Regions from separate parts of the Mus musculus genome. Here all the other regions are linked to region 2. Evidence: chromatin contacts called from public HiChIP or PLAC-seq data. All regions are on one chromosome and are shown on one strand. The core of a region is the stretch at or near the end of the contact, and the rest is flanking DNA. Distances in the headings are between cores, read along the strand shown. Region 1 has its middle 29 kb from the start of Gm33797. Region 2 holds the start of Epha6 (Eph receptor A6). Region 3 has its middle 29 kb from the start of Gm24164.

What was found. HiChIP or PLAC-seq counts read pairs in DNA pulled down with a chosen protein or histone mark.
Region 1: an H3K4me3 HiChIP or PLAC-seq map of neural tube shows a contact between it and region 2, with 21 times the contacts expected there. The contact joins the enhancer-like site here to the promoter of Epha6 in region 2. A contact is called at or near these places in 5 of 39 promoter capture datasets (cranial neural crest, hippocampal neurons, maxillary cranial neural crest and 2 more), 1 of 484 Hi-C or Micro-C datasets (cerebral cortex), 3 of 115 datasets of contacts at active chromatin or transcription factors (neural progenitor cells, neural tube and stem cell-derived neural progenitor cells) and 1 of 9 other capture datasets (embryonic stem cells).
Region 3: an H3K27ac HiChIP or PLAC-seq map of SST interneurons shows a contact between it and region 2, with 8 times the contacts expected there. The contact joins the enhancer-like site here to the promoter of Epha6 in region 2. A contact is called at or near these places in 6 of 39 promoter capture datasets (cranial neural crest, frontonasal cranial neural crest, hippocampal neurons and 3 more) and 5 of 115 datasets of contacts at active chromatin or transcription factors (SST interneurons, embryonic forebrain, embryonic hindbrain and 2 more).

Annotation. Positions count from the first base shown.
Region 1 is chr16:62,324,344-62,329,063 of GRCm38.p6, forward strand. No RefSeq gene overlaps it. Among named protein-coding and RNA genes, the nearest start is that of Gm33797, 29 kb to the right of the region's middle. Within about 2 kb of position 1,693, at least 6 of the 459 cell types and tissues checked have an H3K27ac peak or open chromatin away from gene starts, as enhancers often do. A contact at or near this core is called in neural tube, where this site is marked.
Region 2 is chr16:60,602,795-60,607,269 of GRCm38.p6, forward strand. Epha6 (Eph receptor A6) reads right to left here and starts at 2,737. Exons shown (of 18, transcript NM_007938.2): 1 at 2,070-2,737. The coding sequence starts at 2,454. Gm9017 (a long non-coding RNA gene) reads left to right here and starts at 3,922. Exons shown (of 3, transcript XR_384917.4): 1 at 3,922-4,036.
Region 3 is chr16:62,539,636-62,544,207 of GRCm38.p6, forward strand. No RefSeq gene overlaps it. Among named protein-coding and RNA genes, the nearest start is that of Gm24164, 29 kb to the right of the region's middle. Within about 2 kb of position 3,241, at least 4 of the 459 cell types and tissues checked have an H3K27ac peak or open chromatin away from gene starts, as enhancers often do. A contact at or near this core is called in SST interneurons, where this site is marked.

The sequences.
Region 1 (4,720 bases), core at 443-2,942, 1.7 Mb after region 2:
TAAAATCTAAAATGTGTTTACCCAGCATTGAAGTTTTCTTATACTAACAATCAAAGAGGCACTTGAAATTTGAGCATGTTTCATAGATACATGACCACATATCAAAGCTGTATAAAAGCTTTCTGATACATCCTTAATTTTTTTATTATGATCTCTATCCTTTCAGAGATGTACCTGGAAGACCTCTAGAAACAGCTTAGGCTTATAGTGTTTGAAACATTTTCTAAAACCTCATAAAAACTCTCAGGCATTTTGTTTCCTTTGCATTCTGTTCTTTGTTCGTTGTCCATCCTCCCGTTTCTACAAATAAAGACTTGGTAAATATTCTAGTACTGTGAATTCTTATTTTGATCCATACTTATTGTACTGACACTATTCTAATACTTTTGAAAAATCAAGTATCCAACAGAGGTCCTTTTCCAAATTATATTGCAGTGTCTGTCTACTAGTCCTTTACTGTCTCATGTGTTATACTTAAGAAACAATGATTTGATGTGTGTATACTAAAACCTTCTTCATACTATAAATACTTTCCTCCTTCCTCTGATGAGGCACTGAGGAAAAATTTCTGAGTCTAGGAGCAAAGGAGAAACAATTAGTTAAGCTCTAGGTAGAAGATAAAAGGAGTTGTTTATCAACTTACTAGGAAGTTATCTTCTAGGATTGAGGACAAAGTAAATCACACATCACTCTTTGCCTCTGGGAATTCTGCTATAGGCTAGGGGAAAAAAAGGATGCTGGGATAATTATCTAAGTCTTAGACTGAGGAATATCTATACTGGCAAAAAAATAATGAGATTCTGTGTGAATATTAAATTGTCTATATTCTCTTGGAAATAACTGTGTAAGAACTAGGCATACCAGCCTCTGGCCAGACTGCGTGATGACTGCCTGTTACACACAGAGCCCTGGAGGTACAGTAGCCACTGTTGCTCTCAAGAGCTCCCTGGCCTAGGGCAGTGTTTTCAATTCTTACCATCACAGTCAGACATTGTTCCTGTAGTAAAATTATGAAAAAGTCTTACATCTGAATGTCTACAAATATAAGAAAGTACAATTTAATGAGAAAGAACGCTTCCAATATGTCAATATACAGGGTACTTGGTTCATTCCCATTACTTCCTTGGCCTTCATAAAAATTAGAATTTACGTCAACTTACTTCAGGCAAAAGTAAACTGTTGATATTGCTTCTCTAGTCCTGAAGAGACGTGACAATATATCAGTTTCTACTTTTCAGTTTCAAAGAATTGGAGCACTGCCTGAGTCACTCCAACTGTCCTTTTACTACCTTTGAGTTATCTCACAAAATGACCATTTAGAGCTTTATTGTATTGCCCTAGCAATAAATATGTCAGTTGTAGACTGAACCCAATTCCTTCTGCTTGGTCTGAGCTCACAGGGAGCAAACAACTTCGAATTCCTGCCACTCAAAATGTATTTTCAAGCCTCTTCTGCTTCAGGTTCCTGCTGTTCTTTGAAGTGTCCTGACATGGGCTACTGAGATGGCCGGGATAGTAAAGACACTTGCTGCTTATTATTCATGGTGAAGCCATTTTCTAAAGTGCCTTCAAATTGGATATGCAGTATTTCCTGAAACTAAAAGTAAGGAGAACAATCTTTGCCCTCCCCATAGCATTGACCCTTGTAACATACAGCCCTTTATAACAGCTGACCAGGAAAGAGATTTATTGTGTGCCTGACATTCTTGACCCCACTACACAGTATAGCCTAGATACTCCTAGTGTTACTTACCCAGCAACACCAGAGCTTGAGCTATGAAAGAAAGACTTCAGTTATTTTTCCCTCTGGGACTTATCCCCAGTTCCCTTCTGGAGGTCTTCTTCCCAGAGTAAACTCTGTGTCTTTATTACACTGAGTCTTTTAATATACTCCCCTTCCTTTTTTCTCCTTCATGACCTTATACTATCAAGTTAATGACCTGAATTTCATTCCTAGCACCAATCTGGTAGAAGAAGAAAACCACCTCCAGATAGTTTGTGTGTCTACACATATGTCATACAATTCCCCCAACCCACACACACATATAATAAAAATATATCTTTAACGTAAAACTACTTAAGACAAACCAATGCATTAGGCCCCTCACATATACCACAATCAAAACTATCTATCACAGTAATCTCTTGTTCCACAGAGTACATTTTGTTTCCTCTCATAGTCTTTATTTCTCAAGACTAAAACATGTCACACACACACACACACACACACACACACACACACACAGGCCTCCCATTGTTTAGTAAAGTGAGTTTTATATTGGAATCTTCAAGTTAGTGTCTGATATGTTTATTTTCTTTTGTCTTGTTTTCTAGGAATAATCTTATAAACTTTGGGTAGAGGTGAAAGTGGAAGGCTGTGTGCAGCAGCAAAATCATACCTCACAAATGCAATGTGAATGCTATCAAGGATCTCTGCTGCTAACAATGAACTTGGGAAGCTAAATGCTCTGAATGCTGCTGTCTGTACAGGGGTGACACAATCCTAAAGTCTATGTCCTCTACAATCCCTAAGTTGGATTTAACAATATGATAGTTTTAGGACGTAGAGTCTAAAGGTGATTAGATTAATCAAGAGAATCCATGAAGTATGGTAATAGAGTCTTTATAAAAGAAATGCCTTCATCTACATAGGGACATGTATAGCTCTCCACAAATACACTAATCAAGTCTTAATCTTGGAATTCCATAAATGCTGCTGACTGCTCTCTCTCTCTCTCTCTCTCTCTCTCTCTCTCTCTCTCTCTCTCTCTCTCTCTCTCTCTCGCGTGTGTGTGTGTGTGTGTGTTTTATATATGACACACCCAGTTTAAGATGTTTGTTTTATGGCATCTCAAATAGACGAACAAAAAGAATATCAGAAGTGTAAGGAATTTTCAATTAAAAGGAAGTACATATTATGATAGATGTGAAGAAATGGGGTAGAAGAGCAAAAGGGGGAAAATGTGAGAGAAGAGATGGAGGGGAATAGATGGGAAAGAGGGAATGAGAGAGAGATGAGGGAGAGAGAGAGAGAGAGAGAGAGAGAGAGAGAGAGAGAGAGAGAGAGAGAGAGTTAGTTTCTGGGTACTAAAAACCTAGCAGAAAGCATTAATGGGGAATCAACCAGAGCTCAGGCATTGATTAAGCTGTTTTCAGTTAGGGCTGTATTGTTGGGTAATTAACATCTGTTTCTGAGCTACAGAGTAGAGGTAAGTTAATGGCCACACTGATGAGGCCTTATCTTCTTTCCTTCCTCAATAGCAGTTATCCCCGTTTCTTAGGCCTAGAGGCTGAAGAGAAATTGGCACCTGTTTCTAATCTCTATTGAAGCTTCAAAATGGAAAATAATAACCTAATTAAATGAAAGGATTTTCCTCTCTCCTGGAGATGCTGGGAAGAATACAAAGCATTCATCAGAGTGTTCAAGTTTTGTGCAGCGGAACAGATGATGGATAAAAGTTCAGGTGCTCTGCAATTAGTGCTGGCCAAGTGCTTCTGGCAGGCATCCAATGCCCAGAGACTCAGCACAGCCCCAGACTGCCAAACTATGTCCTTAGGAAGTCTCATTTCCTATCCCTTCAAAAGTCAGAACTATAATCGCTGTGTTCTGAGATGGATGCAGGGCTAATCTGTCTCCTCGAAGTGTGTGCTTCCAGAGGCCTCCTCTCACAGATTGTTGGGAAGGCGGCTCTGATTCACCCATATCACTGAGGGCTGGAGGGATCCTTTACAAATACACCGCTTGCCATATATTCAGCCCCAGGAGATCCCCTGATGGTCCCCATCAGAACCCTCTGGGAGAGCCAGATCAAGAAACTGGAATCCACCAAGTTGGTATTCAAAGACAGCAATTTCTGTTAGTTTTCTGATTCTTAACCTCATAAAACTGCCCACTGCCTGATGCTAGATAACTATTTATTCAACAGGTAGTTGCTGAGCATGTATATTTTAGATCATGTTCTATTAAGTAGCAAAACTCAGACAGATCATGCATGCCCTCTCAAGACCTACACATTGAAAATTTTTAAATAAATAATTAAACAAGTCAATCACAAATGTGGATTATCTCTTCACACACAAGAGAGAGAGAGAGAGAGAGAGAGAGAGAGAGAGAGAGAGAGAGAGAGAGAGAGAGAGATCCATGAGCCTTTAGTAAGTACAGCTCCTCTCTATTGTTTTGTTTCATTCATTAGCCCCAAAAGACCACCAAGGAGCTTACCACAAGTAATCTCACTAGGGTCTCTTTATTCAAACTCGAGCTTGAGCCACATCACCTCCCATATCTGACACAGCAGAACATGAGCCCCAAGCTCTTAGCAGGACAAAGTTTTATAGGAAATGGCAAACAAGCAAGGGGGTTTCTACCCTAGCACACATCTGATTGTGGGGCTACTATGGAATTTTGTCATCCCTATAAAATAATTGCCTGATGCTGGTAGCCAAACTATAAACTTAACTTCTGCTTTCCTCCTGATTGGTGGTTGTTAGGAAGTGAAGTGCCAAGAACAGACATGTAACCTGGAAGTGCATGGGGAGTAACCTGGAAACTGATGCTAGAGAGTTCAACCTTAGGTCAGGTTCTCTAAGATGGAATCTGAACCCATGATATGGTCTCTCACTCTCTTCTTCCAAACACTGACTAACAAGTGTATGCCGGGATTTCCTTTCCTTGCTAAGACCTTGGGATGATTACCATCAATCCTGAAGAATTTGGGGAAAT
Region 2 (4,475 bases), core at 1,487-3,986:
TAACTTCGCATTAGAGAACAATCCCAATTTTATCCAACTTTATTTTTGAGTACTAGTAAATTTATACTTGTATTTTAATGCATTACTACAAATTCAAGTTAACAGTTTTATCTGGTGATACCTAATAGCCAGTTTTAGTTGATGGGATAGCTGAGAAATACTCCCAACCATTAAGTTAAGCTAGTTGAAACAAGCACTATGTTTCAGATGTTTCCTATTTACTTTAGGTTTAAAAATCATTAAATTTCACTAAGACAAAGAAGGAAATAAAAAAATTACTCTAAGAGGTTAGGAAACTCCACAACTAGGCTTTTGCATTTGATATAAATATCTGTAATGTGATCGTTCGGCACGGCATGCTTCAGTAGAATGGTGCTTTATTTGGGGGATGTTCATATGTGTTTTATTTGTCTGCATCCAGCCAGGGCCTAGGATTGATGCTGACTTACTTAGGTACTACAGGCATTAACTATCAAGGAAATCCTAGGCTGGAATCACTTCAAACTTTGTAGTAAACTTGAATCTCATAGTACACACATGTTTAATTCCGGTAGTTGACAGTTCTAGTATTAAAATATATCTGATGTCCTCACTCTTAAAAATTGTTTCCTTTCAAATGAAAGGGCAAGTAAATAATTTCAGGTTATTTTTTTTAAACTCTTTGTATTTTCACAGGAGTCAACTAAACTACTTCTGGGTAATTAATACCAATAATCCAAATGAGGGATGCAGTCTGAAGAGAGTGGAATTATAACTGTCACTTATGTGACATGTCAAACTCACAGGGATAACGTTTTTTTTTTTTTTTTTTTTTTTTTTTTTTTTTTTTTTTACCAAAAGAAAAATTGTGATTGCATTTTGTCAGATAAAAAGTAATAAGTAAAACACATCAATAGTATTGCTTATAAACAGGAACATCTGGATAACTATTTCCTTTCTAGATAAAATAATATGGCCATACGCGAGTATAACAAAAGTAAGCCTTCGATGTTTGGCTTGTCTTCCCTCAACCTCCTACCTATCACACACAAAGCACACTATAATCTGACCTCTATTTGTACTTTCAGCTAATGTTCTCTAGAACATTACACATAGATCTTCCATAATAAATGGAAAACGTAACTGATCAACACTGTATTACATTTGAAGTCTGTGTAGAGAGTCTTTGCTAACAGGTGACATATTGGTGATCCTACCGTATCAGTGAGAGCATCCAGCCAGGTACCTGCTGGAAAACTTTTATGGCTGTTTGATACCTAGTGTAAAATCAATCAAGAACATGCAGGTAATGTTTTCTATATCTTTAAACATGCATAGCAGGGATCAAAATAGATACATCTCATGGAAGACTGAGTGGAAGTAAAGAAAATATTCAAATATTTTACATGCTTCTCATCATTTTTTTCCCTCACACAATGTTTGCCTTCCTCTTTCCACTATCCACTGATAAAGTCCTCTAAAAATTGGACAGCAACTAGACTTTATGAATCGATTATTCATAACTTGGAATTTCAGATTTAACACTTGTTTGCCCAGTTCTTTCAGAAGAGAGAAGCACTAACAGCGATCCGTGAGCATCTGTTCTATGGATATTTTCACGAAGTAAATGGTAGAGTTCAGAAACTAAGATAGGGTAAGGTCGACCCATAGTTACTGGAGGAAAACAGGCTGATCATTGGTTACAGGTGTATAGAAAAAAGTCATGACCTTTTTTTTGTAATCTGCTGTGGAAGAGAATCCACACGTTGCCATTTAGTGAAAGATCTCCATGAAGCAGTTAGGTCTGTGCCATGAAGCTTGACCTCCAGTGGAGACTGCGCAAGTGGGAGCAATCAGGCAACTGCCAGGAAGGAACCCAAGTGCTGAGGATGTCTGAGCTTCAGAAAGAATTCAAGAGACTGAAGAGATCAAAGCCCCAGGGGCCCGCTGGACCCGGGTGGTCTAATCAGGGCTCCCTGGAACTCAGAGTGTGGCAAGTCCAGAGGAGCTGACCCAGGGACAAAGTTACCTGCAGTAGTGGACAAGTGTACTCGGGGCACCCTCCTCCAACCCTTCTGTTTGTCCCTTACCTTGGTTGGAGACGTGACTGCAGTCGCCGGTCCAAGCCGTTAGCAGGGGCAAGAAGAAACCAAATTGCAAAAGAAATTCCCGGACTTCGCAGCCCCCCATGGCTCTGGTTGGTTCTCTTCTCCTCCTTAAAAAGAAGTGGCAGCAGCGCAGCCAGGTGTTCCTAGTAGCGTGGGGGTCCTGAACCAAGCTCTCTTCTTCTTCCTCCTCCTCCTCTTCCTCCTCCACCCGGTCCGCAGGGGAAGTCCCGGGGCGCCCCCCGCGCGAGGCCCGGTGCGCAGGGCACGAGGGTCCAGGCTGCCCAGGTGCTGGAGCAGCTGCTTGCGGGGACGATGCTGCCTGCGCCGCCGGGGAGCTCCTGGCGGCTGGAGGCGAGGGGAATTGCATCCACCACCGTGTCCCGCTCGAGCGAGGACTATTCACTTGGGCCCAGGAGAGCGCGCGCGCAAGAGCGAGCTCAGGCTCTAGTTTGGGGGAGGGGATGGTGGACGGGGGAGGGTGGCTCTAGGCCGGTACTGGGGATGGGTAGGGACGTTTGGACGGGTAGTGAAGGTGCAGTTCTGGGGACCCAAGTGCTCTCTGCATCCAAGTGGGCACTTACAGACCCCAGAGCAGAGGAGGCACAGCAGATAGTAAGGGTAGTCTGGGCATCCAGAACTTTCATGTGTCTGGTGTCTGGGAAACCCAGCGACTGAGGCTCAGCGGGATCTCAAGTGGTCCCTGGGAGGGGCGGACTGAGCACTCAGCCTCTTGACTGAGTAGCCTGGGCTGAGTGTCGCCTCGTGACCACCGACTCGGCGGCATCTGCGCCGCCCCCCTCGGCCGTAGCAGCTGTTTATTGGGTATCACGGAAGCTACCTTAGTCCCCCAAGCACTTGCGTCCCCCCTCCCCCATGTAACGATGTGCTCTCAGCTCTGGACACCACCTTTCCCTTGGAGACATTTCTGCTACCAGAAAGGGTGAGGGTTGCAGGTCAGCGCTCCTGGCCCCGGGGCACAGCTTGGCGAAGGTAGTGGTCAGCCCTGACGTGTCTGAGTGCTAGCCTCCCAAACTTGGCCACCGAGGTTTGTGGCCACCTCTCCCGTTCTGAGTCCTTGGAAAGCATAGGGAGAGAAGAGGCTACAGAGAGGAGTCACTGAGCGCTGGAAGTCTACTGGTGCCTGGCGCCTTGGCTTCCCCAAGTCTTAGCATTCCGCATAAGGTGGTGACTTCGCCATGGAGGTCATTAGCATCTTCATAGCAGCTTTGGTGCGGGGCTTCCAGGGGCCTGGATAAGTCTGCCTTTCCGCGGTGGCGTCGGGCTAGAAGCTGGGAGCAGCCCAAGGTCTGAGCAGTGCGTGGTCAAGTCCAAGGCAGCCCGCGGGGGCCGGTGCGCTCTCCTTGCTCCGGATGCCCCTTCTCAATACCCTGTCTCCCAGGTCCGGGCTCTCCTAAGCCGGTTCACTGGCTACTTACTTGGTGGGACCCCGCCCTGGGCCGAGGCACGGGACTAGCTGATGGGAAGTGGTGTTGCCACCTGCAGTCTCCAAGCTGTCGCCCTGCTGCCGGCCGAGAGGGGTGCGTGGAGGGCAGGGCCCTAGAGCTCTGCTGAGCTCGGTGGAGCCGAGCGATCTCCCGTCTGACAGCAGCTGTGGCTCGGGTGCAGCCAATTCGGCGCTAGAGGGGGTTAGTAGACAACAAAAATTCCTCCACTGCTCGCAGGTGGAAGAGCAGGCTAAACCTGCGGAAAAAGCTGAAGGATGCTTTCAGGTTAAACTTACAATGTTTGTTAAGGCGCTTATCACTGGCGTTGGATTTTCTGTAGTGTATTTGTTAACATTATTATCGTTTTCTTTATTGAAGAGGAGCAGATTATCAAGCCTGAGTAAGGCTTTTTTTTCTTTTTCTTTTTCTTTCTTCAATAGCACTAGGAAGGGTTTTTGATGACGCTGGAGAAAAGTGAAGCGAATTTCAGAGGATAATTTTCAGGTGGGTGGAGGGTTCAGGTCGGGAATAGTTGTGACAGGAACCTTAAATGTTGTAGGTCTAGGGTCAACGTTTTACCAGGAATGCTGGAAATGAAAGCAGGGTTTCCTCGGATTTCCGCGCTGCTCAGTGCTGTTTGTGGCTCGGATCCTAGTTTAAGGATTTCAGTCCATGCCTTACAGTCAATCAGAAGGAAAGAGAGAGGAGCAAGGAAAGCTCAGAATCCAAAAGAGTAATGAAACGTGCAAGTGGGAACCACAGGGTAATGACACTTTCTGATTGGTGGCTACTCTCACGCTCATTATGAATTCATACACAGCTTGTTTTCAAAGATGTCCATGCCAATTTAAATGCGTGCAAATCACACCTACAAAGATGGAGTTCCTATACTCGTGTTTACAGTAGGGTAATCTGATTTCACTACTCATATTTCCAGTGTTAC
Region 3 (4,572 bases), core at 1,991-4,490, 1.9 Mb after region 2:
AAACCCTAAAAGTGAATTCAAAATTAAAATTCCAAAAATTAATGTAAAAGAGATGTTGTGAACATAAGACATATAAGGCTGTTGCCAGGACAACATGGCATGCTGTTTTACAATAAAGTTTTTATGATGAGTAAAAGGGCCATACCTCTAAAATAAGGACAAAATGTACATCACACTGAGTATATAAACCCAAAAGAGAATAATTTATTATCATTTACAATATATTATGAATTAAATACATGTATTATGTTCTATTCATAATTGTATGTGTTATAATTTTACCCAATTGGAATATAGTAGTTTTCATTCAGTTTACCACCATTACAAACATAAGATTAATGCCCTCGGATGCAGCATTATAATAGCTACCATTCCTAGACAAAAAGGAACTCTGCAATTCCTTTATAATCCTATGGAGCCATAGTTGCATAGGCAATCTGTTAATAACCAAACTGTCATTATGTGGCTCCTGGTTGTAAATGTATTGCTGAGAAAATATGTAAATATTTTGTTGCTAAGGAAGTCTTATAGAAAAGAGCGTGAAGGTATGTAAGAAAGCACCCTTGATAAGTAAGAGAGAGAAGATGAAGCCTGTTACCCTTATGTACTGTTATCTCAACAGAGACAAAAACCCTGACGTGGGAATCTGAAACATTTCAGGTATATTCATTCAAAGAGAAAAAGGGGAGTCTTCTGGAAGATACTAGAAGACTGAAGAGAGATTTCTCTGCATTGCCTGGAGAAATGGAGCTCTCTGCCTGAAAAGAGGCTTGATAGGGCATCAGTCATTAGCTTTCAAGGATGAATCCCTTTCTAGATTCTGAAACTCCTCTAGGCTACATGTGTGTGTATGGGGGGGGGGGGGGTTGTATCAAGAGGATATCCATCCCTAAAGTAACAAATTTTTGAAGGGAATATACAAAACCAGAATTGGATCACAGTGCACTGAATGCCAATGTTATTCTTCTGGGTAACAGATTTTAAAAGCACATATCTGAGTAAGAACTACTTATCCCTTAGCCCCCTTTCTCATGAGCTTTTCCCATGAGTGTTGAAAAGCAAATTCAAAACAGCAGTTATATTGTTTTTACACTCAGATCAGTACTGAGCCCAGTCAGTTTCTTCCAGCTTACACTTATTTTCACATAGGCTGAGCCTGGCTTTATAAGACACTAGCTATCACCACAATTGCTCTTTTATATATATATATATCATCTTTCAGGTTCTCTATCTCTTGGCTAAGGCATGCATTTACCTCTTTGACAAGGACACAAGTTTTGTTCTGCAAGTCATACCAGAATCTGGAGCCAAAGTAAAAACTAAGTTCAAGTCTTTGCTCATGGAATCAAACTTGAACCAAAGAGATAGTTTTCCTTTTCTGCTAATGCTATATCTGGTGTTTGTTTGTTTGTTTGTTCTTGTTGATTTGGTTTGGTTTGGTTTGGCATGGCTTGGCTTGCTGCTATTTTTCTTTTCTTTATTACCTCTCCTGTGTTGTATCATCTCCCAGACTGTAAGGTGTATAAAAGCTTCTAGTTCCTGACTGTTAAAACAAATAGTTAAAGAGCAATTATTAGGAGACTGGAAGCACTGGAAGATGGTTCAGTGGATAAGAAATCTTCCTGTGCAAGCACAGGAGATTAGTATGAACCTGTAGCTTGAAACTAAAGCAACATCATGGTTGCTTGAAAGGCTGTAAGCCCAGTGTTGGCACTGGGATAAGAAGTCCATCCCATGAACTCAGTGGCCAGTCAGTCTAAACAAAGTGGCCAGCTTCCCGCTTCCAGTTCAGTGAAAGACTGTCTCAATAGGATGCAGAATATCCTGTATACATATTAAAGTGCATGCAACACACACACACACACACACACACACACACACACACAAACACACACACACACTCACACAGATACACACACATACACATTATACTCATTATTTTAAGTCTTGACATCAAGACTATGTGACCAGCATACTCCTTCTTTGTAGATGAAAATACCTGGGAGTGAAATAATGATGAAGAAATTTGTCTTAGGGAAGTTTTCCAGCTTTTTTAGAAATATCAATTATTTAATATAAAATAGATTTCTTATTATCAGTCTCATTGGTGATTTCAAAGAGTGTCAAATCTCTAACTAAACCTTTTATCCTTAGATGTGTTAATCATTCAATCGTAGTTCAGTCTACCTTCTCTCTGATGAACATAAAGTTAATTTGCATATGTATTTCTTATTTAATTTCTCAACAAATATGAATTAAAAATAAATTAAAATTCAAATATCATTTTACAGTGCAAATCTTTCATTTCCTAGGCTCTAAAAATTAAAGATACATTTATCTTCTCGAGTAATATTATTTTTATAAAACAAATACCTCCACGGAGGCTAGCAGATTTTCATCTTAGAGTGAATTAACTCCATCTGTTTGCTTTTCTCTTGCAGTGGTCCGCTGTGCTGAAAGAATCAGCATTTTAACAGAGTTGGAAGGAAGAAAATTATTTTAGAATGCAGGATCTTTGAAGAGGAGAAATCCAGTTGAGTCATCACAGGGCAAAGAGGGAAGACACAAACACTATAATATTTCAGGGCATCTGAGGAAAAGGAGGGGAGCTCTTCAAGGATACTTTCCTCTGATTCCACATTCTGCAGCCATAAGTACTTCTATAGACAATTTAGATTCAGCAATAGAGGCTCCCAAATCTTGATTGAGAAAATTAGATGGTTCAAATGCTAAGTATAAATGCCTCTCCCCAGGGCTGACACCAATGCCATCCGCATATATGGCTCTCGTTAGGTGTCCTTTGAAAGCATTTGGCACAAATGCTAAGCTAGAAAAGAAGCTTGATAATTTCAAAATAACCAGATTGTGTGCAGTGATGAGAGACAAGACAGAAAAATCATTGTACTTTTGTTGTTATCTCAAATACAAGTTCAGTGCCAGATTGAAAGTTCTTCTGTCCATCACAACTCTGAATACTATACTTATCTAATTCTTAAAAATAGTATTTTTGAGGCATGAAAAATGCATGAATTATTTAAATAAAAAATGAGTGACTATAGCTGTATTTTCTAAAATTCCACTTCCAAGCAAAGTTTTTATGAAGCATTTTGTTTGGTTTGGTATAGAAACTTTGAAATAGCCTAAAGGCATTCTTTGACCAGCTGCCTCTCTATTAAATGTCCTCAGAGTGAAAAGATTCCCACAGCAGAGGCACCTGCAGGATGTGCGATTCATTTTCACTCCCAGTGTTGCTTGTCTGGAAGCTTGGGCTCCACAGGCTCATCACTTATATTCACAATGGACATCTGGAGCCAGCAGAATGCAACATTAGCCTTGTTTGTGTTGATATATTAAAAAGGGAAAAGAGAATGGTTTAAAGTTCTGAGAGTAACAGCAAATTATGCTTTCAACTGCAGTCCAACAAAAAAAATGTGCTTTCACAGGGAAATGGGCACTAAGAAAAAGCGTGATATGCTCTTGTGATTGTTGCTAGGTCCACCTTTCAATCCACAAGCAGAGTTCTAGGCAGACACCACATGGTTACAGAGCTCTTCTTCTGCAGAAGCACCAAGTCACTACCATTTCCTTTATAGTGCCTTTGGATTTTACTGTCCCCTATCTCCTGGCTCTGGAGGCAGAGGTGAGCAGCTACCTGGACTTGACTAACCAGCCAGTTTAGTCAAAAACCATCTCAAATGAAAAGGAGTTCTGAGCAATGGCTTGAGGTTGCCATCTAGCCACATCACACACGTACTACAAGCAGGAACAAATATACGCACACAGAGAGAATGCTTTTCTAATCCCTACTACTTATTTATAGAACTTTTATATGAGAATTTTAATCATTTTCAAAATACTTGCTGGTCTGGAAAAAAAACAAGAGCCTTATACCAAGAGAAAGAAAGAAAGAAAGAAAGAAAGAAAGAAAGAAAGAAAGAAAGAAAGAAAGAAAGAGAGAGAGAGAGAGAGAGAGAGAGAGAGAGAAGGGAGGGAGGGAGGGAGGGAGGGAGGGAGGGAGGGAGGGAGGGAGGGAGGGAGGGAGGGAGGAAGGGAGGAAGGGAGAAAGGAAAGAAAAAAGAAAGAAAGAAACAAACAAATGAGGATAAGGAGCAGGAAGCACGTTGCAGCATTCATAACTGTTGGCTGCTTTGTAATGTGCATAATACTAACAATTCCTAGTGACACTTGTAATATGAAGTCACTTCTGTCCAGACACAAATTATCTTGGTCATCAGTCTCCCGCACAACCAACAAGAGGAGCCTCCATAAGCAAACAATTGTATTGATGAAAGAATGATTTACTGTCTTGTCCAGCCACAAGCATTCACTGAGCTTCTGTGGTATATGTTGGACCACATTAAATGGCATGGGAAATTGTATTTGTTTTCTCATTGCCCTGACAGAATTCCCGACAAAGTCAATTAAATGAAAGAGGTGTTTATTTAGATCATGGTTAAAGACATGGTTCATCACAGCAGGACATTATGGTAGCAGGAACACGAGGTGGCTGTTAACATTGCTTTCACTAAGCTTGCTGGCTTCTTTCAATTCAGTCCAAGGCCAAAGCCCATG